Linked DNA regions of Mus musculus: region 2 is linked to region 1. Evidence: chromatin contacts called from public Hi-C data. All regions are on one chromosome and are shown on one strand. Each heading gives the region's core, a stretch centred on a gene start, on an enhancer-like site or on the middle of the called end of the contact. The rest is flanking DNA. Distances are from core to core; before and after follow the strand shown.

Evidence for each region. Hi-C and Micro-C count contacts between places; a contact is called where the count stands out from the background.
Region 2: a Hi-C map of liver shows a contact between it and region 1, with 2.6 times the contacts expected there. The contact joins two enhancer-like sites. A contact is called at or near these places in 15 of 484 Hi-C or Micro-C datasets (the AML12 cell line, the HPC-7 cell line, LSK cells and 9 more).

The regions. Positions count from the first base shown.
Region 1 is chr12:7,907,872-7,913,205 of GRCm38.p6, reverse strand. No RefSeq gene overlaps it. Among named protein-coding and RNA genes, the nearest start is that of Apob, 67 kb to the left of the region's middle. Within about 2 kb of position 3,240, at least 7 of the 459 cell types and tissues checked have an H3K27ac peak or open chromatin away from gene starts, as enhancers often do. A contact at or near this core is called in liver, where this site is marked.
Region 2 is chr12:7,988,798-7,994,131 of GRCm38.p6, reverse strand. Apob (apolipoprotein B) reads right to left here. Exons shown (of 29, transcript NM_009693.2): 10 at 5,231-5,334; 11 at 4,891-5,008; 12 at 4,637-4,783; 13 at 3,678-3,889; 14 at 3,189-3,426; 15 at 2,606-2,782; 16 at 1,076-1,267. Among named protein-coding and RNA genes, the nearest start is that of Apob, 14 kb to the right of the region's middle. Within about 2 kb of position 2,426, at least 2 of the 459 cell types and tissues checked have an H3K27ac peak or open chromatin away from gene starts, as enhancers often do. A contact at or near this core is called in liver, where this site is marked.

The DNA.
Region 1 (5,334 bases), core at 1,991-4,490:
TGCAAAGACACTGTGGTACATTTACACAATGGAAGACTACTCAGCTATTAAAAACAATATCATGAAATTTGCAGGTAAGTGGATTGAACTAGAAAAGATCATCCTGAGTGAGGTGACCCAGACCCAGAAAGACAAACATGGTATGTATGTACTCACTTATAAGTGGATATTAGCCGTAATGTTTAACCATGTGACAATCCACAGACTCAAAGAAGCTAAGTAATAAGGAGGGCCCAAGGGAGGATACTTGAATCTCACTAAGAAGGGGAAATAAAATAGACATCAGGGGTAGATGGAGGGAGAGACCTGTGTGGAAGACAGGGGGGAGAGGGAAACAGGAGTGGACAAATATGGAGAGGACAGAGGAAGAGATTACTGGGAAAGACAACTGGGGAGCATCTCTGGAGCAAGCTACAAACCTCAGACAATGGAAACTCCAGGAATCTATGAGGATGACTCTAGCTATTAAGACTCCTAGCAATAGGAGATGTAAACCTAAAGCTGCTACCCCTATATCCAGGCAAGACTTCCAATGGAGGGATGGTGACACCAACACAAGCACAAAAACCTTTGACCCACATTTTTTCCTGCCTACAGGATGTGAAGGAATAAAGAGGGAGCCAAAATTGAGGGAATGGCCTACCAATGACCTGCCCAACTGGAGACCCATGCCATGGACAAAAGCTAACCCCTGACACTATCATTGATACTCTGCTAGACTTGCAGACATGATTCTAACATAACTGTCCTCTGAGAGACTTCATCCAGCATTGATGGAAACACATGCAAAGATCTACAGCCAAACATTAGGTAGAACTTGAGGAATCTTGTGGAAGAGAGGGAGGAAGGACTGAAAGACCCAGAGAGGTCAAGGATACCACAAGAAAACCTACAAAATAATCCCAGCACCTGAACCATCAACCAGAAAGCATGAATGGGATGGACTTAGACCCTCTACACATATTTGACAGATGTGCAGCTTGGTCTTCATGTAGAATCCCTAACTGCAGGAGCAGGGGCTGTCCCTGACTCTGATGCCTGCCTTTGGATCCTTTTTCCTAACTGGGCTGCCTTGAGTAGCCTCAACAGAAGATGCACCCAGTCCTGTTGTAATTTAGTAAGCCTAGGTAGGTTGATATCCAAGGAAGGCCTCCTCTTTGAGGAGAAAGGGACAGGAGTATGGGGGAGGAGAGGGAAGAGGGAGGGACAGGGAGAAATAGAGGGAGGGGAAGCTGAGAATGGGATGTAAAGGAATCAATTATATAATAATGCAAAGTAAGTAATTAATGAAAAATTAAATTCATTAAAAATAAAATGAAACAAAGTTTGGTTTCCCGTATTGCTGGTCACATTTTGAGTCACGGCTCAGTAGCTGTGTGGTGTTTGTGATACAAGTACAGGACAGAGCTGATAAAGCCATCCCTCTTCTGCAGTGAGCATTCTCAGTCAGCATCGTGTAATGGAAATTGTATTACTAACTGATGGCAATTTTATCCCCCAGGGGAAAATAGCAACTCCTGAGGACATCTTACTTTGTATAACTCAGAAGAAATAAGTACTCCTGAGTAGAAGCTAGGGATGCTGTCCATCCTGTAACACTGGGCGGGAGACTTCCAGAACAATTGGTCATCCTCAATAATCAGTAGTGCCCAGAATAGTCGATGATGTTAAAACAGGATCAGATTAATCAAAGGATGAAAGGTGGGCTGGGGAGATGGCTCAATTGGTAAAATGCTTACCTTGCAAGCATGAGGACTTGAGTTCAAGTACCAGGACCCATAAAAAATTCTGGTGTGTGCTTGTAATGCCAGTGTTGGCAGGAGGGTGGGGGAGCAGAGATAGGAGGACCACTGGCACTCACTATCAAGCCCAGCCTTGCATAATCAGTGAGTTCCAGGCCAACCAGAGAACCTGTCACTAAGGAGGTGGATGGTATTCTTGAGGATGACCCCCAAGATTGTCCCTGGCCTCCAAATGTGCTCTCTGAGTGGCCAAGTCCTTTTTCCCATTCACACAGATGTAAGACACCAATATTGAAAGAATAAGTGGGCAACGTTTTAGAAAATCCACATGCCTGGGTTCCACCTTGAAGCATCTAAGACGTATGAACAGAATTTAGGGATCTACATAGTTTTCCAAGTGTCTCTTAAGAACAACCGGATTAAAGAACTTTTGCATTAGACTGAGTCTCAGTTCTCAGAGTAAAGTCACCTGGTACACATCAGCAGTACTCCCAGAATAAGTTAATGATTCCAAACCCATTACATCTTCTGTTTAATTTCTGCAATTACTTCTCTCTCAATTAATGGGGTCATTAAGCACTTAAGACTTGCATTAATTCCCCTCCTCTCTCTTTCACGTCTTTCATTCTGTATAAATCTAGCTTGCAAATGATTACATCTTGTTAAATAGTGTACACTTTCTGTTTATAAACAGAACAAATGACTAGAAAATGTTTGGCAGCTGTCTTTGTTCACTGGAGTTTAACAAAGAATAGGCAGACAGGAACACTTTGCCCTGTAGGTGGTGTGGCAACACATGCTAAGGTCCAATCATTTGCTACCAGATAACTCGGGGCTGGTGAGTGGGCCTTACTTTGAATGGCTGTAAGATGTGTGTTGGAAAGTTAGTGTAATGCTATGGAACATTCAAAGTTCTTACATGGATTACATGTGTAATGAACACTATTTTCCTTCCACTTTACTGACATCACTGTAGTGAAGTATGAAGTGGGAATATGCCATTCTCTTATGATACTTGAAAGGCCCCATCGTACCGAGACAGGAATGAGGCACAAACCCAGGCAACAGAGGGAAAGAGCTGAACACTCTCAGAGGAGGAAGAAGCTTAAGGAGAGTTTCCTCCAGATAGAGACCGGGAAATGCCCATGGAAGTAGCTACATTTTAACTTTTTTCCATCAAAACTCTCTTTGCCAGGGCCTGTTTTGTGTCATGCCCAGCATGCCAGCAGGAGCTGCCACCCATCTGCTTATGCAATCAATCATCCTGGAGTCTAGCCAGTCAATGCATAGTCTTTAGTCTGTAGCTACCGTGTGCAGAGAATAGCAACAGACAGGCAAGACACACAACTAGGCTTCACAGTGATAAGTCTTAAGATGGGCGAAAGACACGGCACAGCTAATTTCCTTTCTGATTTTCATATCAACTTTTAAAGGCACAAACATTTCATTTGCCTGGTGAGGGTCATAGTGCATTTGCTCACCCGGAACAATGATTAATCAGGCCATGGAATGTAATAACAGCCATTTAGTGACAGGCTGCAACCGTCTAGTGGGCAGCAGTCTTAATTCTGACCTCCATTATCAGTAAATAATTGAGCCCAACAATCTACGAGCAAGAGTCTCAGTTTAATAATGTCTCTTAAAGTTTTCTGGGTCAGCGAGAGGTCTCATTTGGTAAAGCACTTGCCACTGCTTAAGCTTGATGACCCGAGTTCAATCCTTGCAACCCAAATAAAGGCAAGAGGGAAGTGACTTCACAGAGGTTCCTCTGACCACCTCACCATGGTATATACCACTCTCTCTCTCTCTCTCACACACACACAAATAATAAAAGATAATAAAATTAAAAGTCTCTGATAGAACTAACATGTGTGCCTCTTCTGTGACTAGTGTGACTGCCACTTGTAAGAATTTTTTTTTTTTTCCTGGGAATACAATCACTATCCAGCACTCATCTTGTGTTAAATTTTTAGTCATAGCTTCCTCTCATCAATTTTCAAATTATATTATTAGAGTGTACAGACTATCCTTAACAGATATAGTAGCCCTGTTCCTTTTCAGCATTCAGTTGTAGAAGTTCTGACAAATGAAGAGTTGTGTGGCTACCATGAAATAAAGAAAAGTTGCCTCATCCCTGAAGTCCCCTCATGCTGCTGTTAGTCGTCAAATCTTTCTCATCTCAACCTCTTGCAATGGCCAACATGTTCTCTGTTACTATTGCTCCTAACATTCTAGACCATCTTAGGTGAAATGGTGACAGGTTAGCTTTTACTTTGTGTGTATTGTAGAGATGACATTTGCATTCCTTGGGACATTCTTTGCTTATACTTCTCTCCTCCATTGCTCGCTTTCTTGGTCTCTTCTTTGTCGTTCTACATACTTGACAGTCTTCCCTGTATGAGCCTTGCTCTCTCTCCTGCTAAGATTCTGCAATTTAGAGAAAACACTAAACATGTGATACTTGTGTTTGTGAGGCAGGTTCATTTATTCCTTTTAAAAAACTGTCTATACTTGTGTTAATTTTACCTATTATTGGCACATGCTAATTATGCATAGATACAGGTTTTCATAAAGACATTTTTATTCAAATACATCATATTCTTGATCTTAGTGTCCTGTTGCTATGAAGAGATACCAAGACCACAGCAACTTTTATAAAGGAAAGCATTTACGTTTGGGCTGCCTCACAGTTCAGAGGTTTAGTCTGTGAGGTTTAGTCTTACCATAGTGGGAAGCATGGTGACATGCAGGCAGGGGGTTAGCTGAGAGTTCTACATCTGGATCTGCAGGCAGCAGGAAGACAGCATGACAACGGGCCTGGATTGAACATCTAAAACCTTAAAGCCCACCCCCAGTGACATACTTCCTCCAAGGCCACACCTCCTTATCACTCCCTATGAGCCTCTGGGGCCATTTTGACACAATCCATCACATACTTTATATTTACTCCCCATCAGTTTTCCTTCCTCTTCCATCTTCCTGTTATTTCTTTTCCTTCCCATAATCTCATTTCTGTTTTCATGTCATATACAACATGTGTGTTCATATATAAGATTTTGTGTATCTACATAAGATCTAGGATCCATAAATGAGAGATACCATACAATACTTCCCTTGCTGCATCTGTTTATGTTGGTTTACCTGATGATCTGATGATCTCTAGTTACATCTACTTTCATGCAAATGGAATAATTCTTTATGATTGAATAAAGCTTTATTGTGTAGATATACCACAATTTCTTTATCTAGTCTTCTGTTGAAGGGCAGCCACACTGACACCATAACTTGACTAGTGTGAACAGTAGGAGTATATGTGCACTCACAGTGAAGGCCTTGGCATGTTTAGGCAAGTTAAATGTTTAAGAACAGAGGAAATATATCACATGCAATGCATATAGAGAACGTCTAGCTAAAAATATTGAAAGTAAACATTTGGCCTATAGAGAAATAAGCATCTGGTTTGGGGGTATCTCAGTAAGAAGACACTAGCCCAGGATATGAAAGGCCCTGAGTTTCATTGCCAGCATCCTAGCAACACACACACATACACACACACACACACACACACACACACACACACACACACACACAC
Region 2 (5,334 bases), core at 1,177-3,676, 82 kb before region 1:
CTTTATTTCATAATTATTGTATCATTTTCAATATTTGCAAAAGCTGCCAGCCTAGGTGGAGGAAGGTATGCTGAAAATTGTTTTCTAATAAAAATAAGAGATCAAACTAATATGCTCGGAAGATACAACTATTATGATGACTTTGTTTCCAAGTGGTACCAGTTTTTTAGATAATAAGAATCATTATCATCTTCTTAAGTAGAGTTTTGTGCATATAGGGTGTATGTGTGTGTGTGTGTATGTGTGTGTGTGTGTGTGTGTGTGTGTGTGTGTGTGTGCATATGCCCTTATGTGTACTTATGCATTTAACTGTGAGGCCAGAAGTTAATGTTAGGTGGTTTTCTTTACCATTCTCTGTTCTTTGGCAAGGACTCTCACTGAAGCTTCCCTGTTTTAGACAGCCTAGCTGACCAATGAGCTCCAGAATCTGCCTGCCTCAGCCCTTGGACCATTATGGGAATGTCTGTGCCTGGCTTTTACTCAGGTGTTGGAGATTCAGTGTCAGGCCCTCATGCTTACATAGAAACTGCTTTACCCACTGAGCTACCTCCCCAGCCACTTTCCCTTTGAAGACAGTGTATACATGTATATGCATGTTTACGTGTGTGCATATGTATTTGGGTGTCCATGTGCATGCATGTGTATGTATATCTATGTGTGTGTAGCCCATGTTAACCACTGGTGTAATTCCTCAGAACACTGTTCATCTTTGGTTTTAGGATACTGCATCTCTCAGTTTGACTTGGAGCTTGCTGATTTGGCTAGGCAGCTCTGCCGTTAAGTGCAAAGGATCTACCTGTGGCTGCCTTCCCAGTGCTTAAATGATCAGAGTATGTCACCACCATATGCTTTTTAAATGTAGTTTCTGGGGTCCGAAGCCAGGTCAGTCTTCCAATCAGGTCAAACTTGGTTGATTGAATGCCCTTCTTAGCCATCAAAAGTCCCCTTTACTGATATTCGGGGCAAACTTGTGTTTTGAAGGCTATCCAAAAACGTTCTCATGTTTGTGAGGGTGGTGGATCTAAGAAGAACCTGGCTAGACAGTGAGAACTCAGATAAGACCTGGGTCACTTACCATCTGGGGGATTCCCTGCAAAGTTTGTGCACCACTCAGCAACAGCTTCCCCAGGACTTGGAGGTCTTGGAGTCTGACAAAGCTTAGCTCTTTTCCTAGGATGCGGAGATAGGCCCTGGCTTCAGGAATTTCTTTAGATTTCAGATCTTTGATCAACTTGTCCACAATGGGCATGATTCCATTCACCATGTCCTAGGATTTTAGTAACAAAATATCAAATGAGACACCAGTTATGCCCAACAGTTACAGATTCCTCAGGTCAGTCTATTTGGCACAGCTGTGGTGTACTCAAACTCACAGCTTCACAGCAAGCATGATCAAAAAACAGGACAGGTATAAGAACTGAGCCCCACCTTTTAGTGAAGGAGACCTCTTCTAAACAGAAATAGAGAGTCACAAGCACTTTTCAGGGATAGGAGTGTTTTCAAAACAATGCTTGAGTTGAAGGATAATTAGGGGAACTCCTGTTCTCCAGGATGCCAGGATCCATAGGGATCCTTAAGTTAGGCTGATCTCTGATCCCCTTCCTTGCTTAGCCCACTATCCCTTTCCTAGGAATGAATGCTAGGGATTTCTTGAGAAAAGGTGGCTATTGTATAGATCAGATGGAAGTGTGAAAAACATGCGACTGCAGATCCACAACTAGACACAAACAAACAAACAAACACACAGCTCCAAGAGCATCAGGAAGAAGATCCCAAATGGATCAGCTTTTGGTGGAGGTCAGAAATCAGAAGTTAACCACAAGTTAACACTTGAAAACAAGCTATGGCCCTACTTCTAAACCTTAAATACACACCCATGTTCCCTGGGATCTTGTTAAAATGGGGTCTGATTCAGTAGAACTTGGGTAAACCCAAGAACCATCATTTCTAACAAGTGTGTATAGTTTTGTTGTTGTTTGTTTGTTTTTTTTTTATGGTGCCAATCACACAGACTATACTCTGAGTTCAAACAGTCAGAACAGTAAGAAACTCCAGCATGTACAATCTAGTTTCTACTCCTTAAAATAAGAGTTCCTTGCCAGCTTCAAGGTGAACTTTGTTCTCACTGGACAATGCACTGATGTGAGTGACAGGTGAAGAAAAGTTGTTAATAATGATGAAAATACTAGCTTAAAATTTACAATTGTCTGCTTATTGAACAATCAGTAATAATATCATGGGCCATGTAACTTATTTCATGTAGTCATTAAGTGGTGATGTGAGCTATGGATTGTTATCTAGAAACAGATTGGCAATCTTCCTAAGGGGCATGGCTTGGTGTGAATCCAAACTCTTGTCTGATGTGGCACACTCTTCATCATTCACTGGAGTGCCTCTAGTCGACCTTGTTCCCACTACATTTCCAAGAGTCCCTTATCTCTAGAGGACACTGAGTCTTTCTTAGTCCCATCAAAGTGTCTAATATATAGTCACAGTGACCATTTCAGGCAGGTAAAACTTTAATTGCTTCTAGGCATAGTGATGAAGGTCTGGCAGTGAAACCCAACACTTCCCTTTAAAAAAAAGTTATTTAACAAACACATACCTGTTCATGCTTGCCATCTGTAGTATAGCCAAAGTGGTCCACCAAGACCTTGGAGACACCATCTGGAACTCGGCCATTGACCCAATACAAAGCCTTGTTGACACTGTCTGGGAAGAATCCTTGCTTACCAAAAAGAGCTTCTAGTGTTGGCTCAAACCCTTTTCCTTCTAAACCAATCTGAGAAAGAGAACCAGGCAAAATATGCCATTAGACTTTTGGTTGTACGGCAGCTCCTGTCTCCCCCATCCCAGCCATTTAAGCTCATGTAATTAAACAGGCAGCGGATGAACATAGCAGAAACACTTGATGGAAGTTGTTTACTTAAACCTCAGATGCTAGAAGACATCACTAAGGACCAGAAAGGATAAATAATTAAGGATTCAGAGTTGGGATCAGATGCAGGGTTTGATGGGGGAGGAATCATGTGGAGACATTTTTCCAGGGTTGGGTTCCAGGGATTGCTCTGAGACATAACTTTCTCTCTATATAGTCTAAGGACTCATGTTTCAGATGACCCCTAGTGGAGACAGACGGTATTGCACAGAATGGGCAAACGACTCTGAGCTCCTTCAGTCACACTTACCTCAAAGAGATCAAGTGAAGCAAGTCCAAAGACTGTGAGGGTTGTTTTCAGCAAGCTTTCTCTGGGAAGATAACTGCTTGGATCAAATATAAGATTCCCTTCTATTTTGACTGAGACTGGGTCGAACATTGGGAGAGAAGCAGATTTGGAAATCTGATAGTTTCGGGAAAATTTTCTGAAGTCCATGATCGTTGGAAATTGAGAATTCTCCAGAGCATTTTTGATCAAAACTTTCAGACTAAATGAAAAGAAAAAGTAGACTTTGAGTCAGAACCCTATGTCACTTGTCTATACTCACCTCATGTCCCAAGCATATATGAATTCCTAATGGCAACTAAGGTATATGGACTTATATGGCCCAAAAATTTGGTTCAAGGTCTGTGCACATCACTTTAAGTATCCATGAAGACAGGCAGTGACAGAATGGGGGAATTGGTGTCCCAGCCCAGGATTTTCAGTGGCTGATGGGGGAAAATGGTTCTCACTTACTCTTGGACATACAGTTCTTCCGAGTTCAAGATGTTGGCAATGTGAGATGCCACGAAGTTCTTCACCTGCTCACTCTGTTCCCATTGGAGAAGTTGGGCAATTTTGTTAATATCTGATGAGGAAGGGTTCTTCATCAGCAAGAGATAGGCAGCCAGTCTCTTCTCCACGGGAGCGACACCATTTACAAATGTATCAAAAAGGATCGTCCGGACCTGCATTGGAAGATATATTGAGATGGCTTTCTTTTGGTCAAGACAGAGCATATCTGGTGGATGCTGGCTGGCATGTCTGCCAATGCATGTTCATGAGAAGTCTAATTTCTTTCTCAAGTGGCTGCAAATGCTGATACCTAGTCTTCTTCAGTGTCCCCCAGGGTGACCAGCCCAAGGAATGGTCCCCAGAAGATTTGAATAGAATATGTGCTGAACTCAATCGCACTACAGCACAGGAATCATGACCAACTTATGACTTGCGTGTAGATCTGCCACTTAAGCGCAATTTGTCTTAATGTAGATTATTTCTAATTGTCTAGTTACTAGACAATTAGATTATTATCTAAATAAGATTATTTTAATAAGGAAAAAGATGGAAAGTGATAGTAAGTTTGCATAAGACGGTTTAATGGTCTGTTTTTTTTTCCACCTAAGGTAAGATCAAATTCACTATTGAATTTGATCGGGTAGAACCAATGTTTCCCTAAGATGAGATGATGATCAGTTTAGTTGTAGGGTAGCGTGTAGCAAAAAAAATATGTGTTCTACCTCGTGAATTAGCTGCAACGTAGTGTGTCTTTCATGTTCACAAAGTACTAGGATGTCAATGTGTTTACTGGAACTAACACAAAGAGGATGGTCCTGGGAAACCCAGTTGGTGAACCAGACAATGGGTTGTCTTTACACTTCCTGAATCTTGTTGATCAGCATCAACTTTCACTCTTAGGACCACACAGAGAACTTTACCTCATCTTCCAGTTCCATCTTCCTCAGGGCCTGGAGAGCAGCTTTCTGAATCAGCAGAGATGGTTTTGTACTTCGTACACAGCTCAGGACTGAGGACTTGAGGGCTGGCATTACTTGTTCCATGGTTCTTCCCATATTTCCAATGACCTTCATTGAAGAAATGAAACAAGAGCTCATCTCAGTGCAGAAATAAGGGCTTTCCAGGATGGCCATTTTTGAAATGATGTATATAACGTGAAATACGGCGAGAATACCCTCAGAATCAAGAAGGTGTGGTCTTCATTGCCCGTGCATTCATTGTCGATCTGTTTCAACAGGTAACCAGCGATATCCTGCAGAACTGGGCTCCTTGAATGGTCCACATCAAAATAGCTACCAAGTTAAAAAAAAAAGTGAGAGGGATAGTTAAACCTTTTTTAAAATCCAAACTCGTGTTTGTTAATTCTTATTTCAAACTGTCTCTCTCAAATTGAGCAATAGAAAAATGGGAGAAAGTGCTAGGATTTAAAGGTGGAGAAAGTGCCAACATGAAGCAGAGATTTGAGGGTTCCTTTTCTCTCAGGACAAGAGATGTAAGGCAAGGTGGAGTCTCACCTGTTAACTGCGTGGCTCAGTGCATACAGAGTGGCTCGGCTCTGCTGCTCCTTGGCAGTATTAAAGATTTCCTGCAGCCTCTGTGTTGAGGGATTTGGGATCAG